Linked DNA regions of Sus scrofa: region 2 is linked to region 1. Evidence: chromatin contacts called from public Hi-C data. All regions are on one chromosome and are shown on one strand. The core of a region is the stretch at or near the end of the contact, and the rest is flanking DNA. Distances in the headings are between cores, read along the strand shown. Region 1 has its middle 43 kb from the start of ARL14. Region 2 overlaps PPM1L (protein phosphatase 1L).

The links. Hi-C and Micro-C count contacts between places; a contact is called where the count stands out from the background.
Region 2: a contact with region 1 is called in a Hi-C map of liver, with 10 times the contacts expected there. The contact joins two enhancer-like sites. A contact is called at or near these places in 2 of 47 Hi-C or Micro-C datasets (embryonic fibroblasts and liver).

What each region holds. Positions count from the first base shown.
Region 1 is chr13:100,387,104-100,394,801 of Sscrofa11.1, forward strand. No RefSeq gene overlaps it. Among named protein-coding and RNA genes, the nearest start is that of ARL14, 43 kb to the left of the region's middle. Within about 2 kb of position 4,123, at least 6 of the 83 cell types and tissues checked have an H3K27ac peak or open chromatin away from gene starts, as enhancers often do. A contact at or near this core is called in liver, where this site is marked.
Region 2 is chr13:100,525,270-100,532,967 of Sscrofa11.1, forward strand. The region is part of intron 1 of PPM1L (protein phosphatase 1L); the gene reads left to right. Among named protein-coding and RNA genes, the nearest start is that of PPM1L, 87 kb to the left of the region's middle. Within about 2 kb of position 2,607, at least 3 of the 83 cell types and tissues checked have an H3K27ac peak or open chromatin away from gene starts, as enhancers often do. A contact at or near this core is called in liver, where this site is marked.

The sequences.
Region 1 (7,698 bases), core at 2,873-5,372:
GCGCTGTATCTTCTTATAGCTGTATGGTTATTTTCTTAAGAAAATTCCTAGAAATTGGATTTATAGAGCAACAAACATGATTCTTTTTCTGAATGATGCTTTTTATATTTTCTAGAGTTTATCTAAAGTTTCTAGCATGAGAATTGTATCCTCCCTGAACCGTATTTGTAGGTATGAATGTGTTCTACTACCTCCCTTTAATAACTAAATTGGAATTTGAGCTTGGGGGAGAGGAAATTAGAAAACATGGGTTCAATTACCATTTGGAGGTTTGTGACTTAAATTGATAATTCTGTCTTCTGCGTGTTTTAGCATGAACTGGCTCTCAACCAAAGGTCTCATTTTCAGAACAAATGCGTTAGATCAGTGGCCATGATCCTTTGGAAAGTAATTTCTGCAACATGACACAATGGTTCAATGGATGAATATGAGTCCCAAGAAAAATATTTCATTGATCATCCCTCTTTGGACTCTAGATGTGGCATTTACATGCTTCCATTTCTCCCAACCATAGCTTAACTGATCCTCATGGCAATACTTGCTGGCCAGCTTCCTTTCCCACACCTCCTTGCTTCTGAGTCTCTGAACTGCTGCTGATTTTCCTCTAGAGTGAAGGAGCTTAATCCTTCCACTCAATTCCATCTTTATTTTCTGCCCCTCTAAGGAAACCTCTACCTTTACGCTCCACCCTTTCAAAATTTAGCTTATTCTTTTCTTGAGTCCTTTTTCCTAACCTAACCTCTGAGTGCCTCTCTCTAAACTATGTTTCTGTGTAATAGCCCTGTTTTAGCCTTGTTCTTCACTCCTTTTCTTTGCATGTGTTCAAATAGATGCGAACATGGGGAGGTGGTGATATCAGGCATTCAAATTTATTTAAGCTGGTCTCTATGTTTTTATGAATTCCTTCTTCATTTATGCTTCCATTCATATTTCATGTGGGTATTCATTTGCTTAGTTATTATACACTTATTCCTGCATGCAATATTAATATATTCTACATGTCTGCATTTAGTTCTTACACACTCATCCTAGCACTCATTCATTCATTCATGCCTTTATTCATTCAATTATTGCATTCAGTTATTCATTTACATAGAATTTATATACTCAACCATTTATTAATTAACGTCCTGTATATCAGCCAGGGAAGCAGGAAACCAATAGCCCACTCAAATTAGGATGATTTTAAGGGATTATTTATAAAGGTGTGGGCAGAGTGTAAGAAAACCACAAGGATTAGTTCAGCACTCTGTAGCTAGCAACAGCTGGACCCTGGTACCATCTCAGGGTCTGAAAGGACAGATGGGGAGACTTTACCGTTGAATTCCTGCCTGGATGGAAGAGAATCTTGACATGTATACCATGATTGAATTCTCCTTCCTTTGGCAGATCTCTTGCCAATGCCTGCTCTCCACCAGTATTCTCTGACCAGAACTGAAAGTCAGTGTGGGAGAGAGGGGATACAGTCAGTCCGCACTGGTCAATCTTCCAGGGACAAAACGGGATGAAGGTGGGTGAAAGGTGTATCTGGAGAGGCAAAGGAAAGGTATTCCATATACTCTCTGAGGTTCTGAGGCTGGTCAGCATTTCATCTTTCCTCTTCTCCTTTCTTTTCTTTCTTTTTTTTCCTTAAGTGTGTAAGGTCAAAGGGAAGGAATGGCTCTCTCCCACCCCCACCCCCCTTTATTTTTTTTTGGCTGCCCTGCAGCATATGGAGTTCCCTGGCCAGGGATCAGATCCGAGCCACAGTTCTGACCTACAGGGCAATTGTGGCAGCCTGGGATACTTAACCCACTGTGGCCAGGGATCAACCTGTGTCCCAGCATTCCAGTGATGCCATTGATCCCATTGTGCCACAGCCACAACTGCCTCTTCTTTTTTCTTATTACTGGGAAAGAATGAGAGGATTGGGGAAAAAAAAAATTCTAGGAAATTACTTCCATAACACAAAGCATCATAGAATAGAGTCAGCCTGGCTATCCACAAACCACTGGACTATGCTCTTTGGGAAGGTCTCTTGGGTTCCTCCACTACCCGCATCCAAGAAGGGTACTCTCTCCTGGGACAATATTTAATAATATATTGTGTCAGGACAACTTCGTTCTGCATACTGCATACCTTGAGGACGCAGCTGTGTCTTACTTGTCTGTTATTTCTAGAGATCAGCCAAGGCCTGGCATAGAGTAAATGTTGAAGAAAAGGGTGGATGTTTGAATCAGAGGGTGCTGAAGAGTATAGGGAGATAACAGTATCTTGAATTTCTTTCACTCTCCCACAAGGTGGCAGCAATTACCATGGTCCAATTTTCTTGCACCCGGGACTCGGGCGCACATGTTCTTGTGAATAGAATCAAGTTTATTTTTAAAATCACTATATCAAGGATAGAATAATACACTGATGGTAAGGAAGAGGAAAAAAATAAATATCTACTTTTCGCTGATTTTATTAGATATGGCACTAAATTTTACTTTAAAAAGCATTTGGAAAACATGTTACTAAATTCTGAAACAAAGAAAATTTGTTTTCTGTGCAAATGTTAAACAAATGAATTATCCTGCCCATATAGCACCTGGCTATGTAATTCATTCACTTAAAATCACTCCCCCAGCCTCTGTCCCTACACCTGGCCCTGTTTCTTGTCCTCAAAGTTTAAAAAAAAAAAAAAAAGGTTCTCAGTAGCTGGCTTCTTTCCCTGACTTCTCTCCAGCCACTTTAATCTGTGCAAAAACTTTATCTTATGCTTCTCTTTTTTCTTTTTTCTTCCATTTTGGCTGCCCTACGCCATATGGAGTTCCTGGACCAGGGATCAGATCCTAGCCACAGTTTCGGCAACAGCTCTGGGCCTGGGGATTGAACCCAAGTCCCAGAGCTCCAAGATGCTACCACTGATCCATTGCACCACAGCAGGCGCTCCTACCTTGTGCTTCTTATATTGGCCTGTGGATGCCTGAATTCATCACTATTTCAAGTCATTAACTTTTGAAAAAGAGCATCATTTTTAGAAAACTGTTACTAGGTGTCTTTTGTTTGTTTGTTTTGTTTTGTTTTTTGGCCATCCTGAGGTATGCATAAGTACCTGGACCAGGGATCAAACCTGTGCCATAGCAGTGACAACATTGGATCCTTTACCTACCAGGCCACCAGGGAAATCCCTGAGTAATTGTTCTTTACAAGCTCAGGGAAAGATGTCCCAGGGAGGTTAAGGGTAACTTACCTAGTTTTTTTGAAAGTACTTACAATTTCTGAGTGTCTCAGAAACCAAGAATATTGTTGTCCCTGAATGTTTTTTGTTTCGTTTTGTTTTTTACTTACAGAAAACTTGCTTGGATTTTACTACTTTTGCACTGCAGCAAAGACTGCCAAGACTTGTCTTCAAATTTGTCAACAATTCTGGATTTAGCATAAATTTTTCCCTGTAGCATAAATAAACTACATGCAAGAGATTAAGAAAAAGAATGCTAAATAAAAGCAGACTTTTTATAATTAAGGGGCCCCCATGAAAAACCAATAAGAAGCCATGGGGGTGGGTTGCTGGGTCATGTGTGAATTCCTGAGGCAGGAAAGAGGAGGCCAAGAGCAATCTCCAAGCAGAAGGAAAGGGTAATACCTTTAAAGGTTTCAGCTTCTCAGTAAAGTTTAAGGATTTATAGGAGTTCCCATTGTGGTTCAGTGGGTTATGAACCTGGCTAATATCTGTGAGGATTCAGGTTCCATTCCTGGCCTCACTCAATGGGTTAAATCTAGCGTTGCCACAAGCAGCAGTGCAGGTCACAGATGTGGCTGAGATCCAAAGTTGCTGTTGCTGTGTTATGGCTATGGTGTAGGCCAGCAGTTGTGGCTCTGATTCTGATTCAGCCCCTAGCCTGGGAACTTCCATATGCTATAGGTGTGGCCCTAAAAAGAAAAAGAAAACAAAAAACAATAAAACAATAATGATAATAAAACAAAAGCAACTTACAAAATTCTCAGTTAAGGTGTCTGCCTTAGTAACAGACAAGAATAAGATAAGGAGGTAGAAAGAGAATAAAGAATGAAGCACATACAAAGTTACATTGGTGTACACTGGTCCCTGACAGTGGAGACAGTCCCTAAGAGAGTGCTTCTCCCGTTCAGGCTTTTCTCAGTTCCTAACCGAGAGCTCACACTCATTCAATACCATGTCCCAGGAACCTATTAATCTTTTCCGTATTCTATCATTTAAGCTTTAAAATAGTTCTATGTCAAAGTACAATTTTCAAGTTAAAAACATAATTTCATACAGAAATATAATGAATGTATGCCAAAAATACATTTAACTCAATAATAAATGAGGGAACTAGTAAAATATCAAAGTTGGTTTCCAAGAGCATTTCAAGAAGAAGAGTTACATACCAGGAAAGGAACTTTTTAAAGGCTGTTATTGTCTAAAGGCAATAAAATGATAACCTTTGGAATAATTTTTGTTACTTGACAGAAACCTACAAATTAATATGTAACTTCATAATTTGGAGGCTCTAACAAAATAGCAAATTGGAAAGTAAAACAAAGGTACATGCTAGGGATCAAACAACCCTTGGACAGGCCTGATTAAATAATAACCCAGCATGACATTGAAAAGAGATGAAGTCATCCTTTTTATTTCTTATAATTTCTTCTTTAACCTCTAGCCTTTTCCTCTCTAGGCTGAAAGTTCAATGGAGTCAGGAGCTGGTGTGTCTGGTCTTTCTCACCCTCATGAAAATCATGCAAGCATATAATGTGCAGGGTCAGGCACTAACTATGCAGTTAAGAAATGTTTGGCTGAATCAAATTGAGTTTTCAAAAAGGGTAGAAACTTGCATAAAATAAAATAGTAGGTGAGTGGTAGATTTCCTGAGATTTCTTATACCATCCCAGGAGGGAGGTGTATTCATTTCCTGGGACTAGTGTAACAAATGATCACAAGGTTTCACCTTAAAAAACAGACATTTATTCTCTCACAGCTCCGGAGACTGGAAGACTGAAATCAAGGGGTTGGCAGGCACATGCCTCCTCTGAAGGCTCTAGAGAAGAATGCTTCCTAGAATTCCCCTAGAATGCTTCCTAGCTCCTGGGGGTTGCCACCATTGATGGAGTTCTCATCTTTTAGTTGCATCATTCCAATTTTGGGCTTTCTTCACTTGATTGTTTTCCCTCCAGGTGTGTGTGTATCTCTGTGTCTCTTCTCATTAGGATACCAGTGATTGCATTAGGGCCCTCCATAATCTAGAAGGCTCTCATTTTACTTTATATCTTAGTTAAGTCTGCAAAGACTCTATTCCCAAATAAGACCACATTCACAGTGTCATGGGCTAGGACTTGAACATATCTTTATGCGGGACAGGATTCAACTCATTACAGGAGGCCTTGGAGTCAGGAGATCTTGGGTTTGAATTCCTTAAACCCATTTAGTCAGGTGAGCATCTCTTGGCAGTGTCATAGGCTTTCTGCTTTCCCAAGTGCTGCAGAAAAATCCTGTTTTTAGCCAGGTGGAAGTTCAAGAGCCAGGCACTTCTCTTGACTATTTTGCATCAAGTCATCTTGATTTTGTATCTCTAGTTCTAATAATAAATTTCTTTCATGTTCTCTGAAAGAAAGTCCTTGCCTTTTATTCATGTTCTAATAAGTGGGTCCTTATCCTGACCCTGCCATGTCTGAGTTTTGATACTGGCCCAAGAGACCAGTTCTTTGGGGACGCTGTCCATGCCATGCTCTTTCCTGGTATTGACACCAGCACTAGCTGAGTTATTAGAGAGCAGGGAGGGAGCAGATGCTCTACTCTGATTGGATGAGAGGAAAGAGTCTGGAGTTGGCCTCTTCCTGCTTGCCATTGGCCTGACACTCAAGAGGGGTCCTCAACAAATTTCTAATCTGGGTGGATGTCAGTGGCATCCCATCAAGGTGCCTGTGTGAGAGAGGCCTTGCAGCGTGTGCAGATAGTAGCAATTCTGAGCATTTGGTGGCTGTAGAGAGCAGTAATATTTAAGTTTTTAGTTTAAAAAAAAATCTTTCCAGGAGTTCCTGTCATGGCTCAGTGGTTAAGGAATCCAACTAGGAACCATGAGGATTCGGGTTCCATCCCTGGCCTCGCTCAGTGGGTTAAGGATCCGGCGTTGCCGTGAGCTGTGGTGTAGGTCGCAGTTGTGGCTCGGATCCCATATTGCTGTGGCTCTGGTGTAGGCCGGCGGCTAGAGCTCTGATTAGACCCCTAGCCTGGGAACCTCCATATGCTGCGGGAGCGGCCCTAGAAAAGGCAAAAAGACAAAACAACAACAACAACAACAACAAAAACTTTCCAAATTAGTTTTTTTCTTCCCTTTTTATTTCTATTAAAATGTGGTTAATTTACGATGTTCTGCGTATTTCTGCTGTACGGCAAAATGACTCAGTTGTGTCTATATATACATACACACATTCTTTTTTTATATTCTTTTCCAGTATGGTCTGTCCCAGGAGATTGGATATAATTCCCTTGCTATACAGCAAGACCTCATTGCTTATCCATTCTAAATGTTATGGTTTGCATCTACTAACCCCAAACCCCATCCCACCCCCTTCCCCCTCTCCCCTCTCCCTTGGCAACCACAAGTCTATTCTCTTTGTGAGTCTGCTACTGTTGTGCAGATAGGTTTATTTGGGCCATTTTATATTCCATATATGGTATTTGTCTTTCTCTTTCTTAATTCTTCATTTAGTATGATACTCTCCAAATTGATTTTGAAAAATTATAAACTCCCCCTCACACATTTTTGAATTAGCATCTAAAGTTTTGCATCAGTAGTTTAAATAATTGCAAAAGATGTAATTTTGGACATACTGGAATATGTTAACATTTTAAAATAAAACTGTTCAATTAACTCTTTTAAAAGAGTCCAGTGGAATCTAAATCTTATAATGATTTGATATCCATTACTATGTCTTTACATATTCATGAACAAGTCCTTTTAAAATGGTTGGGATTCTTGCATATTTCCCTTTTGCTCCCTCAACTCACATTTCTATTTTAACTCTTCCACAGAATTTAACCCTCAAGTAATACATTTTTAGGCATGAAAGTCTTATTGCTTGTCCTACTTTTCTGCAAAAAATTATATTTTATAAATATATATTTATATGCATATATGTAATTTTCACTTGTCTTCTTAACAATAACTTTAAGACTCTAAGGGTTAAAAATTTTTCTTTTGGGTTGAGTTATTCTAGCCATTATCAGTACATAATAAAAAGAATATAAATATAATACAATTAGATCAATAAGTATAAAATGTAAAATTATTTTAGAAACCCAATTCCAAATGAAATAACTGGATTTTTTTCCCCTCCAATTAGTTCATGAATATATTAATGATTATTATTTATTGCTGGAATGAGGCAGTTTGTATTAATTCTATTTTACTCTTTACCATTTTTACAAAAATACGCTACATAATATTATTCTTATAAATAAGCAAAAATGAAAGGAATTATGTAATAATAATGTCATTAAATCCTTTGAGCTCCTTTTGAACTATGTGCCAAGAATAATAGCAATAAATAATTATTTTACCTCATCTATTAACTGACAATTTAATTAGATCATCTTTCAAATTTGCAATATAAATGAATTGGGAAACTATACAACTTGCAAAATGATTGTTGCCCAATCATCAGAAGAATTTAATTTCTCAAATTTCTGGGAATTATATAGAAAAGGATTTACCC
Region 2 (7,698 bases), core at 1,357-3,856, 140 kb after region 1:
TTCATTAGCCTGCTCATTCTGTGGCCAAAGGCTGCCCTCTTAATCCTAGCTAACCTCCTGACAAAGTGAGCCTTTGGGCACAAGGGGCCCCAAACATGAGGATGTGGATGGATCCTTGCACCTCCGTCACTAGGATGACGGCTACAAATGAAAGCTCTGTTACTGAAAGTCTCAGCGAAATAACATGCATTTATACTGCATGTACAATATACAAACATATATAAAAAGTATAAATACATATTTTTAGTATCATATTTTGACACCTCCTCTTTGCTTTAGGCCTCATTTTATTTTCTTTGAACCCAGTCTTATTTTTGGAATTCTCCCTTTTGGGGTGGTCTCTAAACTGCCTTTTTTTTTTTTTTAACTTTTCTTAATTTAATTTCTATGCTCCAAGACCTAGGACAGTGTCCTTACATGGTTAAAAAAAAAAAAAAAACAACTACATAGCAAAAAAACCTTGTGGTCACTTTAGCCTTTTATAACATTTTGTAGGATGTAGGCCTGATGTAGGATGTAGGCTGGCTTTTCTTATTCTCTCTTTTTTTAGGGCCACACCTGTGGCATATGGCGGTTCCCAGGCTAGGGATTGAATCCGGGCTGTAGCCGCTGGCCTACACCATAGCCATAGCAGCACCAGATCCGAGCCTTGTCTGCAACCTACACCACAGCCCACAGCAATGCTGGATCCTTAACCCACTGAGTGAGGCCAGGATTGAACCTGCATCCTCATGGATTCTAGTCAGATTCGTTTCCACTGAGCCACAACGGGAACTCCATGGCTTTCCTTATTCTTGACAGACCTTTATGGGAAGATGGATCAAAGAGAGGCACTTGCAATGGAGTAGTTTTTGTCAACATTTCCAGAGAGCATCTAGGAACCTAAAGTAGGACCTTAAGAAGTAAAAAAAAGCAAAACAAAACAAAAAAAACACTTTGTCGGTAGTGCTGCTATTACTAGTATTGATACATTGATCATAATGATTGATATAAATTTTAGGTTGAACCATATGAAATTGCCAATATTGGGCTATTTTAAACGATAAAAATGGCATTTAAAAATTGAAATATAATTGACTTACAATACGGTATTAGTTTCAGGTGGACAACTTAGTGGTCTTTTTGTACATTAGAAAATGATCACTATGATAAGTCTGGTTACCATCTGTCACTTTATGAAGTTATTACAATATTAGTGACTATATTCCCCATGCTGTGCATTACATTCTCATGGCTTATTTATTTTATAACTGGAAGTTTGTACCTCTTAACCTTCCTCACCTATTTCACTCATCCCTCTACTCCCTCCCCTCTGACAACCACCAGTTTGTTCCTATCTGTGAGTCTGTTCCTGTTTTTTTTTTTTTTTTTTGTGCATTTGTTTTGTTTTCTAGATCCCACATATAAGTGAAATCATATGATATTTGTCTTTCTCCGACTTATTTCACTTGGCATAATACCTATTAGGTCCATCCATGTTGTTACAGATGGCAAGCTTTCATTCTTTTTTATGGCTGAATAATATTCCTTTGTGTATGTGTATACACATACACACACATACACACACCCCTTTATCCATTCATGTATGGTTGGAAAGTTAGTTTACTTCCATATCTTGGTTATTGTAAATAATGCTACAATGAACATAGAGGTACATATATCTTTTTGAATTAGTGTTTTTTGTTTTTGGAAAAATACCCAGAAGTGGAATTGCTCGATCATATGATAGTTCTATTTTTAATTTTTTGAGGAATCTGCCTACTGTTCCCCACAGTGGCTACATCAGTTTGCAGTCACACCAACAGTGCACAACAGATTCCTTTTCTCTACATTGTGGCGAATAATTGTTATTTGTTATCTTATTGATAGTAACGATTTTGACAGATTTGAAGTGGTATCACCTTGTGGTTTTGGTTTGCATTTTCCTGATGATTAATGATGTTTATCTTTTCATGTGCCTGTTGGCTGTCTGTATGTCTTTGTAAATATGTCATTTATGGTCCTCTGTCCATTTTTTAATCGGGTCATTTTTTTTTTTTTTGATGTTGAGTTGCATGAGTTCTTGCATACTTTACATATTAAAATATTTGCAAATACCTTGTCCCATTCATTGGGGGCCTTTTCATTTTGTTGAGGGTTTGCTTTGTGAAAGCTTTTGAGCTAAATGTAGTTCCATTTGTTCATTTTTGCTTTTGTTTCCTTTGCATGAGGAGATGTATTAAAAAATATATTGCTAAAACTGATGTTAAAGAGCTTACTGCCTATGTTTTCTTCTAGGAATTTCATGGTTTCAGGTCTTACATTTAAGTCTTTAAAGCATTTTGAGTTTATTTTTATGTGTGGTATAAAAGTAGTCCAGTTTGATTCTTTTGTATGTAGCTGTCCAAAAGTGGCATTTAAATAGTTTAACTTAAAATGCAAGTAGCAATAGCAGCTTGCTTGATTGCTTACTAAATGCCTGGACTGTCCCGAGTTCTTTCCTGTATTGCTGCTTTCTCCAACCCAATGAAACAAGTATTTTCCATGTTTCCCAGACAGTGGAATGGGTTAAAAAAAAGTTAAGTAACTTTTTCAAAGTCACTTAGAGTAGCACTCTTGGCTAATGTTTAACTCCCTTGTTATTTTGGCTGGTAGTGCTGATCGAGTCAATAGAATGTGACGAGATGAGAAGAAGTTAAGAATATTTGACTGTTAAAACAGTCAGACACTTTTGAGCCAGTGTTAGTTTTGACACTTTTTGAGCCGTTGGTGTTGCGGAGTAATTCTGTCATCGGTTAGAAGAGAAATGCACAGACTCCTAGCTTCTTTTTGGCTCTGCTTGGTATTTGTCAACCCTTAACACTCATACCCAGTAACTGCTATGAAACAGGGCAGGTGCAGGTGGCTTCTGCCATATGAGCAGGGTTTATTATTACTTCTCATTCTGGTTGCTTTTACCAACTTTCAAATATTCTAGGTGAGAGCTTGCCTTTCAGCTTAGACTTTTGAAGCCCACTGGCTCCTAACTGCCTAGCTGATCTGCCTGGATCTGATCACTTTCTGCCTAGTCCTGTGGTACCTCTGGACCCTGTGCTGCAAGAGGATGCTTAGTGTTGGTCTCCTGGTTAGCCCAGCTACCCATGACCCAAGCCTCAACTTGACTGTCAGGGTTCCATTGTTTTCACACATGGTCTCACTGTAGGTAAGTGTTAGTCCTGCCTCTGAGATGAGTGTTAAAGTGGACATAGGGATACATTTAGGTGTTTTAACCTTAATTGTCGAAAGAATTAAGATGAACTACAGCTTGAGCTTTTACGTAGATTTTGATCCATGGCTCAAAATATGGTTTGAGGTCTTTGTTAGACCTTGGCTTGATGATGCTTTATGTTTTATTTTTTTTCTTTATTATACTTTTTTAATATCATTAGAGGCCATTAGGAAATTGGCAAATTGAATATAGTAAATGAAATAAATGTTTTGTGTAATTAATGACTGTGGAAATGTGTTAATACTAATACCAAAAAAGTCACACTTGAGAAACCAGTATTATAGATGAGTTTCTTTGGCAGTTTTACATATTAATTGCTAAAAATACATCAGCACATTTTCTGTGATTATACTTACCAGGTAGAGATGAATTCCCTCCCTGATAGAATCATTATTCAAAGTCTATTTAGATTTATTCTGTCTTTTTGTCTCTTAGAATTCATTTTTTAAGATAATGGGATCTTGGAGTAGGGAGTGAAGGAAACTGTAGAAATGTTATCTCTTGATACTACTCAGCCTAGTTTTTCTTATTGAAAACTACTGTCTTTAAAAGAAAATGTGTATTTACAGCACTCATTGAAACAAACTTATTGGATAATGGCAACAATCCTTGGGTCGAAAAGAGCTATGCAAAATGTGACTTGGTTTTATCACTCTCAGGAATTTTCAAGAGCTCCCCTGTACAGAATTATCAGCTATAAATAGAGATCAGCTAATTTGATGAAGAGGCTGTAGGTCTGCAGATAATTGAACAAATATATCATGGTTTAAAAAACTCACACGAGAGACAGTAATAGTGACTAGGACAGGGGAGAGAAAAGAAAGGGGAAAGAAAAGAAAAAGAAAATACAAAGGAACAATGATGGATTTGTGTGGTTCCAATACCGACCTACTTTAACAAGCTTTCTCACCAGGAGACCATTGTTCTTTCTTAAACTCTTTTTGCTTGGCTGCTTTCCTTTCCCATTTAGAAGGAGGACAGTCCCCCTCCCTCCACCTCTGGGCCTTTGACCAGAGACTAATGTTTCTGAGATTGTTGGGGAAGTAATGGAATTTTGCATCTGCAAATGTGGTCAGCCTCTGCAAGGGCTGACTTCCAGCAGAAATCCTGTTATTCTTTGAGATTGTTTTTCACAGGCTGATTTTTTTCTTTTTTCTTTTTTCTTTTAAAACTCTTAAAGTTTGGAGTTCTTGTCGTGGCTCAGCAGTAGCAAACCTGACTAGTATCCATGAAGACACAGGTTCAATCTCTGGCCTTGATTAATGGGTTAAGGATCTGGCCTTGACATGAGCTGTGGTGTAGGTCATAGACAGGCTCAGATCAGGCGTTGCTGTGGCTGTGGTATAGGCTGACAATTGCAGCTCTGATTCGACCCCTAGCCTGAGAACTTCCATAGTCCTTGGGTGTGGCCCTTAAAAAAAAAAAAGAAGACCAAAATATCTTAATGTTTAAAGAGGCTTCTTTAGATATACCAGTAATATTCCTTCTTGTTACACTCTCCCTTTCCTCCCTTTTAGTGGTATGCATGCCTTTATATACAAAAACTACTGGGAAAGTGTTTTAGTGTAAAGTGTGTGTTTTGTTTTATTTTAGGGCTGCACCTGCAGCACATGGAGGTTCCCAGGCTAGGGGTCTAATTGGAGCTGTAGCTGCCAGCCTACACCACAGCTACATCAATGTCAGATACGAGCCTGGTCTGTGACCTATACCACAGCTCATGGCAACGCCAGATCCTTAACCCACTGAGTGAGGCCAGGGACCAAACTTGGGTCCTCATGGATGCTAGTCAGAATCGTTTCTGCTGAGCCATGAGGGGAACCCCTAAAGTGTGTGTTTTAAATTCCAAGGTAAGAGTGCCAGAACTGGGGAAAAATGTGTACATACTGTAGTATCCAGAAAGACTTCTACTTTTAAAGAAGACACTTCTTGGGTAGGTAGGGCAGACAGTATAAATGTGGCCAAATCACAGTGGCTGACAAAGAGATGGCTATTAGACTGTGTTTTCACACAGGCCTCTCTGTACCTCATCCAACTGACTAATGACTTAATGTGATTAATTAAGAGTAGATTAATGTGTGTAGAAACCATGTGGGTTAGTGGGTTAGTACTTTTTGATCCTATGTAAGTATAGTACTCAAGTATCTCTACAAATAGCAGGTAATAAGATACTTTGAAATTAGAATAGCATATATAAGCTACCTTATTTGCATGTATGTGTATTCCATGCCTTACTTGACCATATTTGCCAAACTCTAAGTCCTGACACATGATGTAGGTAGGAATATGTTTATGGGGACCGTGTGACAAAGTATTTAGAATTGAGACTAACCTATAGAATTCATATGTTCAGCATGCACTCAACAGACGCTTACTGAATTCCTACTATATGCCAGGGACTAGTATGGGTGGTAGGGTTACATTGGTGATAAACTAAGAAAAATCTCTTATCCTATGGAGAGTGTAATAAGTAGATACAGTTAAATAAGTTAAAAAAAAGAAAAGAAAAGTAGGATAGGTTAGTGACAGGTACTAGGGAGAAAACCAGGTGTACAGAAAGAAGATATAACAAGTGTTGCTCAATTCCAGAGAAGGAAGCCTTTTTTTTTTAATCTTTTTTTTGGGGGGAGGGGGACATATCCATGGCATCTGGAGGTTCCCAGGTTAGGGGTCCAATCGGAGCTGTAGCCACCAGCCTATGCCACAGCCACAGCAATGCCAGATCCGAGCCTCGTCTACGAGCTACACCACAGCTCACAGCAGTGCTGGATCCTTAACCCACAGAGTGAGGCCAGGGATTGAACTCGTGTCCTCATGGATACTAGTAGGGTTTGTTAACCGCTGAGCCATGAGGGGAACTCCAAAGGGAAGCCCTTTTGCTTTCATGTTTCTAATGGGACATCAAATGTAGTTTACTCTTTTCTCATCTACCTTTAAAAAATGGCTGATTTTCCGTTATCAGGGGCCTTCTGTTCCTGTCTTGCCTCACTAACTCCCTTGGTATCCTCTAGGTAGACAGGCTGGAATAGGATCTCATTTGTAGCCTGTCAACTCTACCCATCAACTGGCAGAGATATGGTTGAGCATTAAGAGGGGTTTGGGAGGTGGAGTTATTAAAGGAGTGGTAGCTTTGGTTTATCAGGAGGTAGGAGGTACAACATGAATATACAGACATTTTCCAGTTCATTAAAGAGAGCAAAAATCTGAAGCTTTGGTCCCAACGGCACTCTTTTCCTGGCCTGTTCCTTATCATATTAGGGTGTCCTTCACACAGGCTGCACCTCAACCTGCAGAGGTACTTCCTGGCAGCTGCTTCTTAGCTCTGGGAAATTCAAGTGGGTTGACCTGTCACGTAAACAGGACTGAAATTCTTAGGGCAGTTGAGCAAACGAGAAGGAATTTTAAAAGCCTGGCATGGTGAATCTTGGTTTTGTGAGCTTCCTCGCTGTTAGACATTTCTTTGGGTACAATGGTTTTTACCTTAATTTAAAATGAAACTTAAAGATTTTGTTTTGTTCTCCTCATCATTCTCATCTTTGCTATCCTTTTGGTCAGTGTCATAGCTGCTATTTATTGAATGTCAGCTCTGAGACAGCTGTGGTTCTTATGATATACATGGATTAGCTCATTTAATCCTCCGGTAACCTTCCCAAGGAAGGATTGACCCCGAGCTTTAAATCATAATCTGGTACAAGATCAGAAGGAAAAACCATATAACCTTTCCTATGGAGGTGTAAGTTTGAGGTAGGGTAAAGCCATGAAGGGAAGTAATTTATGTACTTTTTTCCTGGGAATGAGAGGATTTTATACTATTCCAACACCACCCTGAAATTTTAGTATTTTATTTTCTAAATGGCTCAGAGAAGTTTGGATCCATACAGAAGAAAAAATAAGTCAAATCATATAATTACATATTGTTGCTCTGAGAATGAGGCTCTAAGATAAATAAAGGCTTTGCATTTGTTATTGATGACTTTTTTTGGCCTCCAAATACATGAGATTAATAAGTCAAATTCAGTCCTCAGTCTTTGATTGCATATTCTGCAGTGGGAAAAATTAAGACCTAAAAATTGTACTCCAAGTTTCTTTTTTTTTCCCCGATGAATCTTGATGTTATATGTTCTCTCACAATTTCAAGACTAGTTTAAATAATTTAAAAATGGCCTTAAGTTTGCTTCTTGTAAGCATCCATAAGGTTATAGCAGTAGCAGAGTATTTAAGAACTATTTAAGCAGCTTTCTAATTGCCCCCTTTAGCACAGATTTGAATCAATGAAACATTTTCCAAATTCCTGTTGCATGCCAAGAACTGTGTTAGGTATTGGGGATGGAATTTAGTTGAGTAGTACCAGCTATAGCCTGCACCTACCTTGGACAGCACCCAAGAGGGTTTAATATTAGATGCGTCGGAATGCACTTGTTTAAACGTGGTTCATGTGTTGCCAAAGAGAATCC